2 separate regions of the Mus musculus genome follow, and region 2 is linked to region 1. Evidence: chromatin contacts called from public promoter capture Hi-C data. All regions are on one chromosome and are shown on one strand. The core of a region is the stretch at or near the end of the contact, and the rest is flanking DNA. Distances in the headings are between cores, read along the strand shown.

Evidence for each region. Promoter capture Hi-C pulls out the DNA fragments that hold promoters and counts their contacts.
Region 2: a contact with region 1 is called in a promoter capture Hi-C map of liver, with 2.4 times the contacts expected there. The contact joins the promoter of Trp53bp1 here to the promoter of Stard9 in region 1. A contact is called at or near these places in 3 of 39 promoter capture datasets (liver and pre-B cells).

Annotation. Positions count from the first base shown.
Region 1 is chr2:120,627,866-120,630,565 of GRCm38.p6, reverse strand. Stard9 (START domain containing 9) reads right to left here and starts at 1,445. Exons shown (of 33, transcript NM_001370940.1): 1 at 1,296-1,445. The coding sequence starts at 1,342.
Region 2 is chr2:121,270,114-121,272,813 of GRCm38.p6, reverse strand. Trp53bp1 (transformation related protein 53 binding protein 1) reads left to right here and starts at 1,407. Exons shown (of 28, transcript NM_013735.4): 1 at 1,407-1,542; 2 at 2,106-2,290; 3 at 2,505-2,595. The coding sequence starts at 1,536.

The sequences.
Region 1 (2,700 bases), core at 196-2,695:
GCTGGTTTCCAAGGAACTAAACAGTTAAGAGTAAGTGGTCAATGTTGCTATCCTACAAATCCTAAAAGACAGTTTGGAAAGGACCTCCTCCTAGACAGCAGCTACTCCCAGGAGGCCCCCAGCCCTGAGTCACCACAGGCAGTGATATAAAGCCAGATGTTTAAAAAGTCATTTACCAATCAAAACACAGCAATTTGGGGTACACTCTTTTGTGTTCCTCCTATCTCACTGCTCTCATTCGGTCTAAACTTTTAAAAGCAGATGGCCTCTAAAAGGACAAACCTAACCCATACAGAACCATTTTCGTCATAGGAGACAATGCCCTTTTTGACCTCTGTTCCCATTTACCAAGGTATCTTGTGTACTGGACAGTTAAAAAAAACCTGCTAATTCCAATACATGTCATCTGGTCTAGACCCACACTCTGCCAGTTTTATCACCCATCACTCTTCCGCTTCAACCCAAGCAGGTGTCCAAGGCTTCCATCTACACCCTAAGAGCAGAGATTTGCTCTTTCTTCCTGTTCTTGGAGGACTCTGCACTTCTTCTCCTTACTTGTCAGAAAACTCAAAGATCATTCACAACAGCTCTTTGACACCAACTTTTGTGCAAAGCATTCTCTGACTTCCCAAGTGAGAGGAAAAGAGGATGAAGTGTGCAGCTTCACACTGGATGCCTCAAGGGCTGAGGGGTGCAGAATCAGGCTCCTACACAAGGAACTAGCTAGCATGGAGGACACCAAGAAGAGATGTCTGGAGAAACTTCCCCTATGTCACAGTTCAGTCTTTAAATCACACCAACTACTGAGCACAGGTTGAGAGTGTACTTTCTCTGGGCCTTTATTTTCCTTCCATATCCTGATAATTCTTTTTCCTATGTCCTCTTGGAGCAATCCCATGTGTATATACGGACACAACAGCCTCCAGTCCTCACTTGGGTACTCCCAGAACACCAAAAGTAGTGGAGTCTGCCCATCCTTTTGTACTTCCTCACGTCATGCTCCGTGAGAAAGGCCCTACTACGTGCACCAAGACCCAAGCCAGGGTCCCTAGAAACTAGTTGGCAGGTCACCAAGGACATGCACACAGGGCAGCGACTCCTGGAGCCACACAAGAACTGCTATCTCCTAGGACGCGAAGCCCTGTCCCTCCAGGCCTTCTGGACCCTGAGCCTCCATGACAATCTGTGTCTGATTTTTTTTTTTTCTCCACGCCAGTCCACCCTGAGGAAGGCAGGGACCTCGCACTCCTCTCAGCTCACTTGACCCCTCAGGCGCCCCCTCCTGACAGACTCACCGCTTGCTGAGAGGCCGGACCCTCACGGCCACCTGCACATTCGCCATCCCTCCGCCACAACCCAAGACCCACACAGCGGTCCGGCGGAAGCATCCCTGGCCGGCGTCCAGCGAACAGACCCAGCCACAGGCACTGCAAGAGCCACAGACTGCCCCGCCCGTCCCACGCGCCTCCCGACCGCAGCCCAAGCCTCGCCCTAGGGGGCGGGGCCCACTAGGTATCAACCAATCCTGAGACAGATGGGGGTGGGCCTCCTTGCCTTGCTCCACCCTCTCACTTCTCTGGACGCTCCCGCCCGAGTGCAAGGAAACGCCAGACAGGGGCGGGGCCTGCGGAGCCTTAGCCAATCCTGAGGCAGGTGGGCTGAGCAACCTGGTCTCGTTCTACCCCTCGCACCGCTGACTGTCCTACGCAAGCTGTAGTATCTCTTTTGTTCTAAAATCTGGTGACTGAATTTCTGGTTAATACTTGAAAGTTCATGAAGGAAATTAGTAATTTTATTTTTTACCCTATTGGTCTGCTATGTCAAAACTGCGGCTAAATTTTAAGGTCAAAAATAAAGTGGAGCCTATCGTAGAGGCTGAGGCAAGAATATTTTGAATTCAAGGTTAGCCTACATGGTGAGTTGAAGTCAGCCTGGAGTTCAGCGTGAAGTCCCGTCTCAAAACAACAACAATGAAATGAGAAAAACAAATGATTTTGTAATTCTAAGGTGCGTTTAAATGAAGAGGCTTGGGGCTGGTGAGATGGCTCAGTGAGTAAGAGCACCCGACTGCTCTTTCGAAGGTCTGGAGTTCAAATCCCAGCAACTACATGGTGGCTCACAACCATCCGTAACAAGATCTGACTCCTTCTTCTGGAGTGTCTGAAGACAGCTACAGTGTACTTACATATAATAAATAAATAAATCTTAAAAAAAAAAAAAAAAAAGGTGTGGGCTGTCATGCCCAGCCTAAAAAAAAAAAAAAAAAAAAATGAAGAGGCTTTTTTTTTCTTCTTTCTTTCTTTTTTTTTTTTCCTAACTTACTGACAAATTTCTCTCGGTTGCCCTGTAACTTCACTACCACCCTAAGCAGTATTTATAGTACATACAGAGCAAATGCTGTCTGATCAGAGCTGGTTTATTCAAATAAGAAATAGCTATTTATAGCTGTAAAGCCTGAAGCCCAGCTCTGAGACCTGGGGTGCTGATGAACACTTAACAATTCCAACACTGGGGAGTTCCAAGACCTCCACACAGGAAGCTCCCATGTCTCACAACAGCAAAAACAGAAACAAGGGTCCGTTTCTGATGGTGACAAATTTGTGTCCACTGAAGACTACTAAATCGTCAAACATCATGATTAGAGAGAGGTGGGGTAGGGTTAGCCATTGTATTATTAATATTAGGGTTAGAGTTTATATA
Region 2 (2,700 bases), core at 158-2,657, 640 kb before region 1:
AGCTAAGCAGACTGATACACTTAGTGCTCTGCTATAGTTGAGGTCGGCTTGAGGTGGGGTCTTTTTTTTTTTTTTTTTTGATTGCATTGATTTGATGTCTAGTACTCAGTAGAGAAACTCAGGAGTCAATCATGAATGATTTTAGGATTAAGAGGTAAGATGTGTCTCTGTGATTTGGGTCATTTTTGCTCTACTTGTAAAACATTCTAGGATTGGAATTTTAGTTATAACAATAGATCCTAAAATTTTCAGAGCGATTTCGTTTAAGCTGATCCTTTTGTTCCCACAAGTAATGCGTATGAAGACAACATGCTTTGATTTTTGGGTTAGGAGAATATGATCACTGTAATTTATAGCAGCAGAGAGGAGATTGGCTGGTAGGATGCTCCTCTCTAAGCTTGGCTTATTTCAAGTGCTAAACTGGGCATTTATAGAAGTTGAGAATCATGTATGGGCTGTGCCTAAATAATTCTGAGTCTGGAGTAGAGAAAACCGCCTCCATTTTAATGCCTTCTATGTATATTCTTGGCACTGTGCTAGGTGCTTTCCCTCCTGACAGCTGCTTGGTTAGAATTCTAGCCCAGATCCAACGGCTCTTTAAATTAAAATGACAGTGAAACCACATATGTATCTTGAGCTCAGTTCATTAATAGTTGTCACAGCTGCCACACCCTTTATAAGACCCTGACACCATGATTAGGATAATTAAATCTCTGGGCCTGGATCCTTTAGGTCATTGAGTTAGTAGGGGTGACAGCTGTTCTCTTTGCTTCTAGTTTGAGGATTACAATGCTCAGTTCGTTCAATGGGAGGTGCAAAGCGTCTGGGGCTGCTGCAATTCCCTAAAAGAAAGGGCAGAGAGAGACAAATAGGGAAGCTTGAAAGGGAGTGGGAACACGAAGACAATATAAAACAACAAAATCAAAACTGCCAGAGACATAGAGTGGGAAAACGGAAGCCTTTAAATTCAGGCAGAGGTCTACAAATGGGATCCTGATCGACACTGGCAAACCCCACAGAGGCTTCTCTTCCATTTCACCATTTCAGAAGTACTAGCTCTCCTCAATTCTCCTCCTCTTTGCCCTTTCTTTGAAAATCCAGGAGACTCTCCTTTTCCACGGAAGTCAGTGAAGGGGCCGAAGCCCTCAAGTGTGAGTAGTGAGTACCCCCGTCCTTCAGGCAGGGGTTTTTATTTCATGCCCTCTTAATGTCCCTTCGGTTCAAGGATACTGTCATGCTGGCTGTATTAGGGGGAGGGCCTGCGACGTCCATGCTACCATGGAAACACGCCGCCGTGTTCCTTTTCTTACGCTGGGGGCGGGCACTTCACCTCAGCCACCTATCATCCATAGGATTTCCTGAGTGGCAGACAACAGCAGCGAATGGGCGATCCGATATTGCGTGACGTGACGGGAAAAGGGGGAGCTCGCGGCCAGTGGCGGCGGTGGCGACAGTGGCGACCTGGGGATCGACCTGGAGGGGCCTGGGCAGCGTGCAGAAACCTCTAGATCCAGCGCGAGGCACCTCTCGCCGGGATGCCAGGTAGTGCTGCGAGCGGAGCCGAGCTAGCGGGCCGCAGAGGCCCGGGTGGCGGGCTTGAAGGGCTGGCCGCCTGGAGGGGGCGGGGTGGCAAGCATGGCGGCGGTGACGGGGACGGGGTTGGAGGGCCGGGGAGGGGGTGGGGAGGCAGCCGCCGCGGTGGTCCTGAGGCCGCATGAGGGCCGTGGGCTTCCCGCCCGCCGGGGTTGCGAAGAGGTCTTCCCGGGGCTCAGTGGCGTCAGAACGCGGGGAGAGTTGTGTGGGGGATGGAAAGGGGCGGGGAGAAGAGGTGAGGAAGGAAGCGTGTCTGAGGGAAGGTGAAGAGAAAGGAGGGAGGGAGGGGGAGATCGAAGGATCCAGAGGCGCGGTGGTAAATAACGGAGAAATGAGGGCTGGGGAGATGGCTGAGAAAGTGCTAAGAGCGATTGCAAATGTGGGCTACTGGGTAGCCCTAGAATGGTCCCTTTCTCGATCTCACACTTCCGCCCCTTTATTTAGTCTCAGATTGTGTGTGGAAAGCTCAATAGGGTTACTCTTCGAACTGATCTTTTGTTATTCCATTCCAGGGGAGCAGATGGACCCTACTGGAAGTCAATTGGATTCAGATTTCTCTCAGCAAGACACTCCTTGCCTGATAATAGAAGATTCTCAGCCTGAAAGCCAGGTTCTGGAAGAAGATGCAGGCTCTCACTTCAGCGTGCTATCTCGACACCTTCCTAATCTGCAGATGCACAAAGAGAACCCCGTGTTGGTGAGTGAGTGATGATGCCCTGTTCAAGTTATTATTTTTTTCTGACCCCCCTACACCAAACTAACCCAGAAAATTAACGTGTTTAGTTGATTGTTAGCTTTTGGATAAAGTTGGTGGGGAACGAAAAATGAAATCAACGTGTTCTCACCCACAGAAAGGTCCCTGTTGTACTACTTTGTGTACTGTGAGGATCTTATGTGCTCATGTTTTCTAGGATATTGTATCAAATCCGGAACAATCTGCTGTAGAACAAGGAGACAGTAATAGCTCATTCAATGAACATCTGAAAGAAAAGAAAGCTTCAGGTGAGCAGTTGAAGGCTTGGCTCTCTGCAGTGTTTAAGGTCCTGTGGGGGCAGAACGATTTAAACATGCAGTTGAGATTATGTGTAAGGAAGCCTAGTTTGTTAT